Linked DNA regions of Mus musculus: region 2 is linked to region 1. The links are chromatin contacts, called in public ChIA-PET maps. All regions are on one chromosome and are shown on one strand. Each heading gives the region's core, a stretch centred on a gene start, on an enhancer-like site or on the middle of the called end of the contact. The rest is flanking DNA. Distances are from core to core; before and after follow the strand shown.

What was found. ChIA-PET counts read pairs in DNA pulled down with a chosen protein or histone mark.
Region 2: a contact with region 1 is called in an RNA polymerase II ChIA-PET map of memory CD8 T cells, with 56 read pairs. The contact joins two enhancer-like sites. A contact is called at or near these places in 4 of 115 datasets of contacts at active chromatin or transcription factors (effector CD8 T cells, embryonic stem cells, memory CD8 T cells and 1 more) and 3 of 9 other capture datasets (adipose tissue, liver and pancreatic islet).

What each region holds. Positions count from the first base shown.
Region 1 is chr6:114,675,847-114,683,481 of GRCm38.p6, forward strand. Atg7 (autophagy related 7) reads left to right here. Exons shown (of 19, transcript NM_028835.5): 4 at 2,094-2,211; 5 at 4,316-4,393. Among named protein-coding and RNA genes, the nearest start is that of Atg7, 37 kb to the left of the region's middle. Within about 2 kb of position 4,860, at least 13 of the 459 cell types and tissues checked have an H3K27ac peak or open chromatin away from gene starts, as enhancers often do. A contact at or near this core is called in memory CD8 T cells, where this site is marked.
Region 2 is chr6:114,889,452-114,897,086 of GRCm38.p6, forward strand. Vgll4 (vestigial like family member 4) reads right to left here. Exons shown (of 5, transcript NM_177683.3): 2 at 1,166-1,355. Among named protein-coding and RNA genes, the nearest start is that of Vgll4, 29 kb to the right of the region's middle. Within about 2 kb of position 4,625, at least 185 of the 459 cell types and tissues checked have an H3K27ac peak or open chromatin away from gene starts, as enhancers often do. A contact at or near this core is called in memory CD8 T cells, where this site is marked.

The sequences.
Region 1 (7,635 bases), core at 3,610-6,109:
GGCCTGGACAAGGAATTGTATGATTTCTCTCTCCTCAAGACTGTCTTCAGTGCCTTCCTCTGGCCTGGACAAGGAATTGTATGATTTCTCTCTCCTCAAGACTGTCTTCAGTGCCTTCCTCTGGCCTGGACAAGGAATTGTATGATTTCTCTCTCCTCAAGACTGTCTTCAGTGCCTTCCTCTGGCCTGGAAGAGGAATTGTATGATTTCTCTCTCCTCAAGACTGTCTTCAGTGCCTTCCTCTGGCCTGGACAAGGAATTGTATGATTTCTCTCTCCTCAAGACTGTCTTCAGTGCCTTCCTCTGGCCTGGACGAGGAATGCTCTTTTAGTAGAAAAGCGTGGTGACAGGCAGCCTTTGATGTGCTGACTCGTGACTCTCCAGGGAGAACTCTGGCCCCTGATGATCCCCTACAGCCAACCAGGACTTGACATTTAAGGCTTACAGCTGGCATTTAGCAGAGCCATCATTACTCATGGGCCCCTCCTGACCTGTCCTAGATAGAGATCTCTTTCCACCAGGTCCCCTGCAGCTCCTTTGTGCCCTCACATGGAAAGATATGAAAGGACGCTGAGTCTCTGATACATGTGCTCTCCTCAGAGTGATGAGTAATGGGCCCGTCTCTCTGCAAGTTCCACACAGCAACAACATAAAGCGCTAATGGCAGAAATATTTCTTTTTAAAAATATTTAGATTTAATTATTTATTTTATGTGGATGCGTGCTTTGTCTGACTGAGCTCAAAAGATGTATATCCTGGAGCTCGGAAGAGGGCACAGATCCTCTGCAACTGGAGTTACAGATAGTTGTAAGTGGTGCTGGGAACTAAGTTCTGGTCCTCTGAAGAGCAGCCAGTGTTCCTAACAACTGGGCCATCTCCAGCAACAGGAATATTTTCTTTAAGATCAGTACTATCCAAAATTCAGGCCAGCCACTTAGAGATAACAGATGTGTCCCTGTCTACACCTGTGTTTAGAGTCAATCCATCTTCTTCAACTTTTATCCCTCCAATTCCTGGGGCTGGGAGGCTTTAGGGAAGTGGAGTGGTTATAAACCATGTAGCTAGTGCCCTGGATTGACAGTAGTCTGGGCATCCTGCATTTTATCCATGGCCAACATGATAATGGCAGCCATGTGCAGAGCTGTGTAGTGTGGGTCTGGTGGGACAAGCAGGAAAAGACATATTCCTGTCTCCTGGAAAGCTGTTTGTCTTCCAGAGTATTTGTTGCCATTCTTGAAAATGTACTGAGATGCTAGGCTTTAGCAGGAACATGGGAGCTGTTGCCCAGAGTTTGTGGACTGGAGCCAGCGCAGGGGCTGGGGACTGTACACTCTGCTCTGTCTGTGAGTGTGTGACCCCAGCTGTCCTAGTGTTGTGTGACCCCAGCTGTCCTAGTGTGCTTTCTATTACTGTGACAGACAGCATGGCTGAAGGCAACATGGGAAAGAAAGGGTTTGTACAGTCTTACAGTTGTAATCCCATCGTGAAGGGAAGCTGGGGCAGAGACCTGGAGGCAAGAACAGAAGCAGAGGCCATGGAAGGATGCTGCTTACTAGCTTGTTCTCCGTGGCTCACTCAGCTTGCTATCTTGGACCACCAGCCCAAGGGTGGTACTGCCCATGGGCTAGGTCCTCCCACATCAATCAGCAAAGAGAAAATGCCACATAGACGTTCCTACAGGCCAATCTGATGGAGGCAAATCTTCAAATGAGGTTTTTTGGTTTTTTTTCTTTTCTGGATGACTAGTTTGTTTCAAGTTGACATGAACTAACCAACCATCACACTAGGCAGTTTTCATAAGAGGGAGAACTTAAGCTTTACAAGCTAGAACTCAGGCCCTCCCTTTGCAGTTCCTGGTTCAGCCAGTTCCCCCCCCCCCCCCCCCCGCCAGGTTCATTATGGGAATGAGCTTTCTTTGAGAAGATTGGGAAGCTGAGAGCTCAGGGCACAGGGTCTCCAGGCAGCGCCTGCTTGCTCGTGCTTGAGCAAGGACCAGTGAATCACTGGTCTTCTTTCGCCCAGTCAGTGCTATCAGGTTTATTGTAACCCTGAGCCCCAGCCGTGTTGGGTAACTGTGTTTCTCTCTCATCTAGGAGTGCCTCCACGCCTGCCCACTGCTGCCCGGCCATGGGAACCCTGCACAACACCAACACACTTGAGGCTTTTAAGACAGCAGACAAGAAGCTCCTTCTGGAGCAGTCAGCAAATGAGGTTAGCTGCATAGCCACATTGGCTTCGTTGTATTTCCGGGGTCCAGGCAAGTGCGCTGTATCTACTCAGGCACAGGGGTGTGTCACAGAGGTAGCCTATAAGAGATACACAGAGGCACTGGTGACTTTGAGGTTCTTCCACCCATTGTATTTGTGTTCTATGAGTCAGTTTAGTAAAGGACCTTCTGCAAGGCCCACTAACAGTAACCACACCAACATGGCAGAGAAACATGAGAGAGAGACAATCCTTCTCTGTGTGAGTCCCAGTGGTCACCCCACTCACAGTGAATTAGATCTCACTGCATGAAAGAACAAAGCTTGACCTTGACCAGACTCAGACTTCTCCGGGGGTCCCTCCCACATTAATCAGCAAAGAGAAAATGCCACATAGATGTTCCTACAGGCCAATCTGATGGAGGCAAATCTTCAAATCCCACCCTACCCCAGCCAGCTCATCAAAAGTGGGGTTCACTCTTCTGTGGTCCAGTGCCTCCATGCGGTGATGTCTGTTTATTTTCCTCTCACACCTGCTTGTGGGGCATGTTCTTGTTGCCAGCATTTGTTGTGGCCTTCATAGCAACATGCAGTTTAGCAACTGAGCTATGAGAATCTTATGACCAGATGATGACAGCCCAGGTCTTACCTACAGACATAGGGCTAGCCTCATATACATAGAGACCATGCCCCTTGCCTTATCTCTCAAGGTGAGAGGTTCTCCAAATAGAGTTTAAAGAAACCCTTGCTGAAGGGATGAGTGTGATGCTGTAGGCATAGGTGTGATGCTGTAGGGATAGGTGTGATACTGTAGGGATAGATGTGATGCTGTAGGGATAAATGTGGTGCTGTAGGGATGGGCGTGGTGCTGTAGGGATGGGTGTGATGCTGTAGGGATGGGTATGATGCTGAAGGGATGGGTGTGATGCTGTAGGGATGGGTGTGATACTGTAGGAATAGGTGTGGTGCTGTAGGGATGGGTGTGATACTGTAGGAATAGGTGTGGTGCTGTAGGGATGGATGTGCTGCTGTAGGGATAGATGTGCTGCTGTAGGGATAAATGTGGTGCTGTAGGGATGGGTGTAGTGCTGTATGAATGGGTGTGATGCTGTAGGGATGGGTGTGATGCTGTAGGCATGGGTGTGATGCTGTAGGGATAGGTGTGATGCTGTAGGGATGGGTGTGATACTGTAGGAATAGGTGTGGTGCTATAGGGATGGGTGTGATGCTCTAGGGATGTGTGATGCTCTAGGAATGGATGTGCTGCTATAGGGATGGGTGTGATGCTGTAGGGATGGGTGTGGTGCTGTAGGGATGGGTGTGATACTGTAGGAATAGGTGTGGTGCTATTGGGATGGGTGTGATGCTCTAGGGATGTGTGATGCTCTAGGGATGGATGTGCTGCTATAGGGATGGGTGTGATGCTGTAGGGATGGGTGTACTGCTGTAGGGATGGGTGTGATGCTGTAGGGATGGATGTGCTGCTATAGGGATGGGTGTGATGCTGTAGGGATGGATGAGTGTGGTGATGTACTCCTTTGGTCCCAGCACTCAGGAACACACAGAAAATCTGTTAAGTTTGAGGTCAGCCTGTTTAGAGCATTTTAGACTAGTCAGGGCAATAGGGCGGGGGAGGAAGGAGGCGAGAAAGCCACACTGTGTATTTAATTCAAATTACTCATTTCAGAGCCCTCTTCCTCCCCCCTAGTTCCCAATTCTTGACAGGTCAGGTGTCCTCTCGGGAACTCTGTGCTTCTGTGACAGGAGTCCTGCATGGAGCTGAACCTGTACTTTTATTTCTGTAGCCATGACATGCATGGCACCCAGCAGACAACAGTAAATCCCTTCAGATGGGCATCTCAAAGGTCTGAGTGTCTACTTGCCTCCCCTGTGCTGAGGGCCCCTGAGGGAAGGTGCCAGGTACTCTCATGGACTGATAATGATGGAGCAAGGCTGGTGGAGAGGCAGTGTGAAGTAGCAGGGAGAGGTAATGAACCACTTCAGCGTCTGAGAGCAGTGGCAGGCTTGAGGGGAAGAAGCTGTGCTGAGAAGCTCAGCGGCTGGACAGAGATATCAGCAGCCCAACCTAACACCTTCCTTTCTTCTGGCAGATCTGGGAAGCCATAAAGTCAGGTGCTGCTCTCGAAAACCCCATGCTCCTCAACAAGTTTCTGCTCCTGACCTTCGCGGTAAGTAAATGAGTGGAAGCTGAACAACCCTGGCTCAGCCCCCCAGGCCTGCAGGAGGCTCTCCTGTCTCTAACTGATCCCTGGGAATGTGTGCTAAAGAGCAGCTTTCTGACTAGTGCAGATCGTGCCGGCACCTATGAGCAGCGCAGGACCAGTCTGTGCCTCTTGATCACCCTACAGCCACCGTATAATTTCTCAAACATGGTGACCTAACAACTCCTGCCATTCAGCATAGGACAAAGCAGACTCAGGGAAGAGCGGCTTCACTGTTGCCAGATAATGCAAGGTCCTGTAGCCAGGTGTGACCCCAGCACTCACGACGCCAGCCTTGTATATGTAGTGAATTTCAGGCCAGCTAAGGAGCGACATTCTGTCTCAAAAAAACGAGCAAAGGAAAAGCAAGCAAGTACCCAGCGTGCTTTCCAGGCCCAGCGTGTCACTTTCCTTGTTATCACTATGACAACACTTATAAGGTGGCTGTGGTTTCAGAGGCGTTGGTCTACGGCCACTTGGCTTTACTGTGTTTGGTCCTGTGGTTGTAGAGAATATCACGATGAGAGCACGAACCAGGAGCTGTTCACTTCATGGTGCCTGGGAAGCAAAGAGAGCCGGGAAGGGGCTGGGTGGCCAGTGTCCCCTTTAAAGGCATGACCTCAGTGGGTTAATTTCATCCTATTAACCTCCATTCCCCTAAACCCCACCCCTACCTCCTAAAGGTCAACGGGCTCTCAGCTACAACCTGGGGACCAAGATTTTAACATATATGCCCTTGAAGACACTCCAGATATGAGCTCTCAGAAGCAGAACTCCACACTGCAGAGGGCAAAGGAGCTTCAGGGTAGAGGCCGTTACACCACACACCTACACACAGTGGTTAACCAAGAGGGAAAGAAAACTTTCAGTACATGAGACATGACTGATATAAAAGTTCAGTGCAGCCTCGAAGTGGGGGTGAAATCACACCTGCCAACTAGTTAAAAAACCCAAGGTCTGCCTTCCCTGTGTGCTCACACACAACCTCGGAGCTGAGAAAGGCACCTGTGTATCTGTGTACGAGGATGTCTGTAAAACACTGCTGTGTCTGTCAAGCGGACAGTCTATAGACTTTGACTAACATTCAGGATCAGATTTCTGTCCCCTAGTGGGAACGTCACTTCCATGATCCACAGTGGCCAGATTGACACTTGCTTCTACTGGCTGCGCCCCTAGGCATAGTAAGGTCCTTCCCGGTGTGGTAACTATGTCCCTTTGCCACAGCTCATAGGCCCTGGAGATCAATCTCCTTCCACACATTCGATCTGTTTATTACTGAGTAAAGTTGGGTATGTTAAGAAAATGTTTTCTAGGCATACACATTGGGAGAAAGGCACCACACTGGTTACTTTTAACTGCGTCTTGTTTCTCCAAATGTCCTCTGTGTCTCCTTTCAGGTGTAGGTGAGGCTGGCAGGGTCTAAACCTCAGGGAACCTGACGGTCATACCTATGGAGGCACACTTTCCAGTGAGCTAGGGTGGGAGAGAAGGATACTCCAGGGCTCTGTCAGGTTACCAGGTGCAGCTTGGATATCAACCATTTGTCTGCTTATGAGTTCCTTGGTAGGATAGACTTCTTAATATTGCTAAAGGTATCAGAGTTTGTTACTTAAACACTAGTGCCTTTTTATACTAAGAGTTCTTGTTAATTAAACATTAATCCATTTTTCATACAAAGAATCCTAATTGATAATTTCGGCTTAATGAGAAAATAACATCAGTTCTCATTTCACGTTTAAGCAGTTTCTTGGAGTCAGTGGTTATCTCCCTTGCTGTCCCTTTTTGCAAAGTGTCCTTAGCCAGGCTGTATAAAAACATAAAAGGTCCTTTAAAGACTTCAGACACAAAAGGCTTTATGTTTAATTTGTTCAAGATCCTTTGTGTCATGAAAAAAGAAAAAGCACAACTCTAAGAAATGAAAGGCCCTGCTTCTGAAGATGCCGATAAGCTGGCGGGTTGTGTGCGGTCCCCATCTTGAATTGCTTAACCTTTTGCTGAAGATCAGCTGTGACAAGTCGCTTACGCACAGGGGACAGCAGGGTCGCAGGCCTTCAGCTTTCCTTTCTGCGGTTCTCAGGCCTCACAGGGCCAGGCCCCTCATTATTGTCAATTGACGTTTGCTTTGCCATTGTGAAAAGGGGTTCTCTTTCTTCAGTTCATCACTTAGGGGCCAAACTGGGCACTGTGGAGGCTTTAGTTATTAGTCTCTCATCTAGAACTGCATCCCATGCATATTTATATTTTAAAAGCCAGCCAGTGGTTCCCTTTCTGTGAAAACTCTGGGACAGGCACGTCCACAGAGAATGGCTTGGTGTGTCCAAAGGTCATGGAGGATTGGGGAAATGGGCCATTCTGCTCTTAGAGACAGGGTTTCTTCTTAGAATAATAAAAATGCTCAAGAATTGTCAGGGGTTCAGCCATGTTAAACAACCCCCCCCCCCCAATCATATGTGTAAATGTGACACATTTATGTATTTTGAGTTATGTTTTGATAAAAGAAGCCTCTGGGAGCTGGGGGATGGCTTAGTGTGTAAATCCTCAGTGCAAGCATGAGGACCCGAGTTCAGATCCCCAGGACCACATAAAAGCCACCTACAATCCCAGGGTATGAAGGGCAAAGAAGCTGGCTAGTCAGGCTGCCTCCCCAGTGAGCCCTGCTTGCTACCCTGCTATAGTATTTAAGGTAAAAAAGGAAGACACTTGATGCCAACCTCAACCCTCCACACATGTGCACATGTTGCACCCTTGTACACACACACATGTGCCAACAAGCATGAGAACATATACACATATATGCATATATAGCACGCTCATTCATATGCAAAGGCAAAAACAAAATCTAAATCAATTTCACATGACAGCTCTGCAGTTCTCATACTTAGCAAGACTCAATACAAGTGATTCCTTAGCTAAAGGACTGCATCAGAGCCCTCATCATAGACAGTGAGGAGGCTGTCCGGGACCCACAGGGCTCAGGTCCTAATGCCATGGGAATTGAGGCCAGAGCCCTTGGACTGAGTGGGAGGTCAGTTGAGAACAGCTCAGAAATTACTTCCCTGCTTGCAGGAGAGGCCAGCTGTTCCCTGCATGATGCCGTAGTACCTCAGTACTTGGAGCCTCCTTTAACTCAGACTGAAAGTCACAGTCACAGACTCACTATCCCAGCCAGCGGCTGGTAGCTACGACTGAGGCTTAGTCATTTTATTGTT
Region 2 (7,635 bases), core at 3,375-5,874, 210 kb after region 1:
AGCCGCTTTGAGTTGAAAATGGGTTTAAGAGATAGGCTGGAGAGAAGGCTAGGCAGTTAGGAGAACTGGCTGCTCTTCCAGAAGACCTATCGACATACATGCAGGCAAAACACCAATGCACATAAAAATAAATAAAATCTTTAAAAAAATAAAAGAAAGAAAATAAAGTTTGAAAGAAAGAGAGAGAGAGCGAGAGAGAGAGAGAGAGAGAGAGAGCGAGAGAGAGAGAGAGAGAGAGGAAGGAAGGAAGGAAGGAAGGAAGGAAGGAAGGAAGGAAGGAAGGCAGGCAGGCAGGCAGGCAGGCAGGGCAGTGGTGGCACACGCCTTTAATCCCAGCACTTGGGAGGCAGAGGCAGGTGGATTTCTAAGTTCGAGGACAGCCTGGTCTACAGAGTGAGTTCCAGGACAGCCAGGGCTATACAGAGAAACCCTGTCTGGAAAAGAAAGAAAGAAAGAAAGAGAGAGAGAGAGAGAGAGAGAGAGAGAGAGAGAAGAAGAAGAAGAAGAAGAAGAAGAAGGAGGAGGAGGAGGAGGAGGAGGAGGAGGGGGAGGAGGAGGAGGAGGAGGAGGAGGAGGGGGAGGAGGAGGAGGAGGAAGGGAGGGAGGGAGGGAGGGAGGGAGGGAGGGAGGGAGGGAGAGAGGGAGAGAGAGAGAGAGAGAATGAGGATCAGAGAAGACACTAGGGTAATCCAATCAATTGCAATGCCAATCAAGGATCTGACACCAAGAGATGTCACCATGGCTCCAGGCTACCCCCAGCTGCACAGTGCGGTGCATGGTCACAACAGGGTGCAATACTGAACGCCCATGCAACAGCCTTCCACTTGGGTAACTCACAAACACCCAGTATCGATTTGCATAATGGCCAGCAGAGGAGACTGGCAAGCAAAAGCCAAGTTTTCCAAACAGCACCCATAGTTCACCTTCAGGGCTGCTCCCCTCCAACATGAGAGGTTGTCGGAGTTGAAAAGAAATAAGATGTCATCTCTGCACCAGTCACTAAAGTCAGCTCGACACCTTCCTGTCATATAAACACCACCTATCTTTTATAAACAACGTCCTCTATCAATAACTAAGGAAATCATGATGACGTGATGGGAGGAAAGGTGAAGGGAAACACAGCCCAGCCCAGAGCAGGCAAGATCCCAAAGAGGGTGGAACTTACAAATGGGGGCTGAAGATGCGGCTCATCTTGGAGACGTGGTCGTTTTCACAGTCCAAGTCCTTGTCCCCGGGCTCCATGCTGAATTTCCTCTTGCTGGGGCTGATGGGAGGCGGGCCTGTGCGGTGACTGCTGAGCGCAGAGGCCACCGGGAGGGTCTGCATCCTGGGTTCTCCCCTGAGGGAAGCTTCACCTATGCAAAGAAAATTAGGATGTTATCAGCAGTCGGGCGGGAAGGCGGGAGGAGCGCCCCATTGTGGTCTCCACAGTCCCCCAGCTCCCTGGCGCCTGGCCCGGCCCCTTGCAAAACTCTGTGTGGAAAGTTTTGGCAATACAGCAGGCAGCCTGCCATTCTCAGAACATGGTCTGGGCATGCAGCCACTGCCAAGCAGGGGACATTTGACATCAACAAGGTTTGCCAGCACTAGCTCCTCAGGGTAGAGTTTAAAACGAAAAGTTGCTATAAACAGCAGAGAGAGGGAAACTGATCGTGAGCAATCCCCACAGGGAAGTTAAAACTCGGAAGGCCCTTTGATTCTCAGGAACTCAACCCCATACCTTTATAAGAAAGTGCACAAAACTGCTGTCGACAAGCTGATGTTGCTGTTTTTATTACATTTTTTGAAACGTGTGTGTGTGTGTGTGTGTGGTGTGTGTGCGCGTGTGTGCGCGCGCGCGCGCGCGTACAATGCCCATGGAGGCCAGAAGAATTGTTGGATCCCCTCGAGCTGGAGTTACAGGCAGTCGTGAGCTGCCCAACATGGATGCTGCAACAAGTGCTCTTAACCACTGAGCCACCTCTCCAGTCCCAAGCTGCAACTCTCAAAATGTGTTTCACAGTTAGGTGTTCATGAGGGCTGTGACACAGATCTGCTTTGACAGTCAGTCTGGCTTTTTGGGCTGTTGTCAGGGGCATTGAGCTGAGAGACAAATTTGTGCCTGGTTGTGAATCAAGACAGTATGGCTTTTCAAATACTAAGGGGATTTGTATCTCCTAAAATTTATAACAGGAATTATAATTACTTTGAGTAAAAACTCTCAACATTGTAAGTCCTAAGGGAACTAATTCTTTCAAACAGAGAAAGCCTTCTGGTGGGCAGTTACACAGTGGCTTCTGAGGCCTGACCAATCTTATTTCCACCAGTCACAATTAAGAATCATATTAGCATGAAGTCAATTTCATCTGCGGCGCTGTGGTACCCAAGAAAAGCCACCTTTGTGACCACTCACTTCCCTTCATATCACCACTGATGCACGGCTGGCCGTCAAACAGGCGTCAGCTTCACATACAGGTGACAAACGCGATTTTGTTAGTGGGAAGGAGGGAGGGAAAGTCCTTCTGAGCATCCACCAGGAAAAATAAAAACCCTGCCAGTTTAGACAGCAAGATATAAACTCGCAAATATACAGTGACCTGTAATGCACCCCAGTGGGGTTCCTTGTACAGCTTCTGGCCACGGGGCGGACTGGAACTTTCCATAGTGCCCGGGTAGCTCAGCATGGATCCTGTGCTGGCTTGCCTCACTCATAGACTCGGGCTGGTTTGGATAGGCAGTGGATTCCTTCCTGTTAACCTTTGGTTAAGCACTGCTCATCCTCAGACCTTGAGAAGGTGTAAGATTTCTTCCCTCCCTGGCCTCTTGTTCCTTTCCCAGCCTTGTTTCTTGGACTTCTTCCTCTACAGAGCAGGGATGCCTCTTTAAGACTCTGGTGAGCAGAGGAAGAACTCTGTGAAGCCCGAGGAAGTCACTACCCCTGCAGGCTAACCTACCCCAAACAGCCCACACCACACACTCTGTGCCCAGTGTTTCCCAACACTCCTGGCAGGGGCCACAGAGTGGGGAGGACACGGGCTCAGCATGGACCCCAGAGTTTCGGGAGCCATTTCATCAGCTGCCTGCTGGGGCAACAGACATTGCTATGGAAACAATCACCACAGCAACAAGTTCCAAGGGGTCCAAAATAGGAGCAGTCATTCAGGAGAGCAGCTATAGAGCAGCCCAGCCCCAGAGCAGAAACCACCCACGGGCCCCCATCACTTGGGAAGGTACCCACAGAGAAGACAGTCGCTCAGTGACTACTCTGCACACACGATTGGTGGGGAAACCCCTCCACTCCACACCCCCAGGCCATGGCAGAAAGCAACGATGGTGCCTCCTCCATTTGAAGTTCATGCGGCAGAGTGGCTGAGCTTCAGTGAGGCTAGCACAGAGGAGGAAAAGTCCACAGGAGATTTCCCAGGAGTGGGGTGGGACAAAGGACTCTGTAGAGTCCCCTGAGCACTTCTGAAGTCTCATCACACGTATGACCAGGGTGACGTGAATGGCTCGCACAGGTGAGCTGCAGACGGGAAGTATGCCCTCTGCTAATCAGACGAACACCTCTATCACAAAGCTGAAGGAAGGGCAGTGACCCTCAGTGGTGACTGGGTTTGGCCACTGATACCCCCTTGTTCATCTTTGGGTCCATCCCCATGCCAAAGGAAGCTATCCAATGCTTATATTTTAAAGCCCACTTGCTGTGCTCTTGTATGTGGCAGAGCAAAGAATGATTTCAGCAGGGTCTGGGGGCAGGGCACCTTCTGAGGACATACCTGACTTCTATCCCTAGCGTGGCTATTGAAGAATAGCCCAGACGCATGCAAATGCTATATACCTGCTGCTTCTACTCACAGCAGCACGGCAGAACAGAAGCGCTGCTCAAACATCATCCCCCAATTACAAAGAAGCAAGATTTTCTCCTGGCCTAAGAGGTCGTAAGTATTAGCATATATTTATTTTAAGGAAAAAAATAAATAGAAAGGAAAGGGCTGGAGGCCAAGCACTGCCCTAGGGCACCCAGGGTCCTGGGCGCCATCCCTAGCCCATATTCGGGGGTGGGGAGGAAAAAGACAAAGTTATGTCGTGATGTCACATGTGAGCAGTCAACACCAAAGTCACATTGGAACTCGCAGACAGGGGGAGACCAGCACACTGCCTCATCTAAAATCCTGCACGTGGAGGATTCTAAGACCTTCCTTTCTAAACACCGTGATACTAGCCAGAGTCACTGCCAGTCAGCTGCTGCGTTCTCGCCTTTTACAGTCAACAAAACACAGAACTTAACTTTCAAAACAGCAGTGTGTATTCCCTTGCTCACTTGCTGGTTGAGATGGGGTCTCACCCACCGTGTGGCCCAGGCTGGCCTCAAACCCATCTTCTGCCTGGGACAAGCCGGGACCACAGGAGTATGCCACCGCAGCCACGGAAGCACTGGCTTTCAACATCTAACTTCCAACTTGCCCCGCAGCTTCCTGGTCTCCTTCCCATCCCCCACGTGCCCTCCGCCATGTTTGAACCTAAAGTCAAAACAGCAAACCACAGTTCCCCATGCCAGCCACTCAGCTGCACTGGCGTGTCTCCTGTCTGACCACAGCCGTGGTGACCAGACTGACGTCACTGTCTCGGTGGGAGGGAAGACACCCCAGTACACTATCTACCCTGCAACATTGCACAACCCTCTCATGGGCCCAGGGCCCTGTGGGGCAGGGGCCCAGGCAGCTGAGGCACATTTATTTTCTTTTAAATACTGAGTCTCCGGCACAGAGATGAACAGCTGAGGAGAAGGTGCACAGAAATCAGACTCTTTTCAGCAGTTCAGCTGTGGCCATCGGGTTCTGGGTCACTTTTTGTTTTTAAAAGAAGGGCTGTTGGGCAACTTGGTGAGTAGGCCCAAGCCAGTAGAGATAAAAGATGTGACATACTGTCTGCCACAGCCCAAGTCTGGCCCATACTTCCACTGCTCAGTGACCGAGTCGCTGTCCTCCACTCCTTTGGTTATAATAAGAAACACCTTTCCAGTGTTCAGAGTCAGATCTTAGAACCAGGAGGCTGAGCTCAGCCAAACAATACCTGTCTAGTCAGCCAGGTCAGTGTGGCCATGCAGGGTCCAGCCCTGGGCAGGCCTTGGTTGCAGAGCTACATCGAGGCTGTGGAGAACCACCTGTGTAGCCTTCAGCTAACAATAGGGGAAGGTCAGAGGCAGGGCCACAGGGGAAGTGACAGACTGACACAGGAAACATTTAAAGACAGCTTCAAGCAGATCTCCGAGATCAAGAGAAGCTCTGAGCATGACCTAGTCCCACAGAGCACAGCTGGCACGTGAGGCACAGAGAGTGTCCACAGTTTTACGCAGTTTCAAGTACCTATAATCCCACCAAGGATAAAAGACAACAGTGTTTGATTCTGTTTACTCTCAACCAGGGGAAGGAGAGATGGCACTGAGGTCAGGAGCACCTCCTACTCTTCCAGGGTTCAGTTCCCAACACCCATGTTGGGTGACTCACAACCACCTTATAACTCCAGCTCCAAGAGATGCAATGCCCTCTTCTGGCCTCTGCAGACACTGCATGGGCATGGCACAAACACATATGCCCAAAAATCTAGAAAAAAAAAAAAAAAAAAAGTCCCAACCATATGACACCTATAGTTCTTAATCAACCTCCACTACACTAAAGTAGAAGATGCTAAAGTCGTTTTTAACACTGAGGGAAAAGGTACTAAAATATGTTGAATACAAAGCTGTGGCAATTGTACCCAGACGCTGCCATTAGAAGGGGGCATTAAGTCTATACTATGCAAAACCATTTGTAGTCCCAGGAGTGACTGCAAAGACCATTCCTCTCCTTCAGACCTCACGGCTTGTACCAATGTTTCCAGAAGTGCATAACGCACAGCTTGGGTGGACTGCCACCAAGAAACTCCCATCACACCTGTCACCGTACCACAAAGGAAGCTCCCCCATGCAACAGCAACAGGAAAGGCTGTCAAAGGCAGCGCTTGGCTTGATTATTTTGATTTGTGTGAGTGTGAATGTGTGTGTGAATACGAGTGAGTGTCAAGTGTGTGCATTTGCCTGTGGAGGCCAGAAAAGGTCATCAGATTCCCTGGAGCTGGAGTGACAGATGGTCGTGAGCCATCTGGCCTGGGTGCTGTGAACAGAACTCTGGGCCTCTGCAAGGGTGGTTAGTGATGTAACCACTGGCCCACTTCTACAGAATCAGAGATCTCAAAAACTTTTCATTCACAAACCCTTTTGGCCCAAGAACCATCTCCTAATGAATAAAGAAATCAATCACTGGGGGAGTAGGTGGGACTTCCAGGTTGGATGGGAGAGGAAGAGGAGAGAGTTAGGGGCCTTGGGATGGGGATAGCAAAAGGGCAAAATGTAGCTACTGTTGTCTCCTGGCTTCATAGAGAGTCTGCATGATGGAGTCCACACACTATATGCTCAGAACCAAGGCTCGGTAAACTCACGTGGTGAAACACAGGTAAGTGTGGTCAGACAAACCTCAGATTCACCATGCTTGCAGACACCTTTAATGGTTGATGAACTTTCCCGCCCCCATCCTCAGTTCCACATTCATGGGGTCAACCCTATATGGGGTTACAGTCTACAGCTTACAAAGCCGGAGTCTAGCCCTAAAGCTGAGTTTGGGATTCATAAACCTTTTTTCATTTTGTTTTGTTTTGTTTTTTCGAGACAGGGTTTCTCTGTATAGCCCTGGCTGTCCTGGAACTCACTTTGTAGACAAGGCTGGCCTTGAACCCAAAAATCTGCCTGCCTCTGCCTCCCAAGTGCTGGGATTAAAGATATGTGCCACTACTGCCCGGTGGGATTCATAAATCTTAACTGGGATTCAAAATACTCAACACCTGTTGGCACCCCTGCTTTCTGACCCTCACTTAGCCAGCATTTTCTTCTATCTGGGGTCTCCTCTCCCTTCCCAGAAGGTCCAAAGGAGAGTGTTCAGTAGAGTGGACAAGCCGGCTTCTGTATTGATGTACAGACTTGGTGTCCACTTGAACCAGAGAACATTTGGCAATGATCCAAAGTGTTACGTGTCCTGCCATGGGCCACAAGTGCCAACAAGACAAAGCTGGCTCAGGCCCCTTCAATATCAGTACATTAAGCCCTTCTCAATGGAGGAGGCTCTATGTCCATCAGGAACCTTTTCTATCTAGAACTGATTGCACATATGCACTGGTAACATACTGCTGGGGAAGGGGAGGGGGAGGAGGCAAAGGAGGGGGAGGAGGGGAAGAAAAATGAGCGGAAGGAGGAAGGGAACTATGGGAAGAACTATCTGCAGAAGGTTCTGGAATCAGACTCCATTTCCCAGCGTTTAGAAAGTGCTGGTGACTGAATGTAAGCAGCAAGGCCTTGCTCAAACCTCTTCCCCACCAGGGCCACCTTCTAAGGGTCAGGACGATGCTCAGACAGAACGGTCAGGCAGTGGAAATGCGGTGGCCTTCTCTAATTGTCTTGTCACAATGTTCCAGAGCTGCTCAGCCACACTCCCCTGCCACACACAGCCACACAGCCTCTGCTACATGCAGGCCTAGCATCTGAGGTAGGCTCACAGGTCCTGGGAGGGTGGCAACTTGAAGTCAACTACCTGACTTTGTGGGGAATTCTATATACCTGAGACAAGG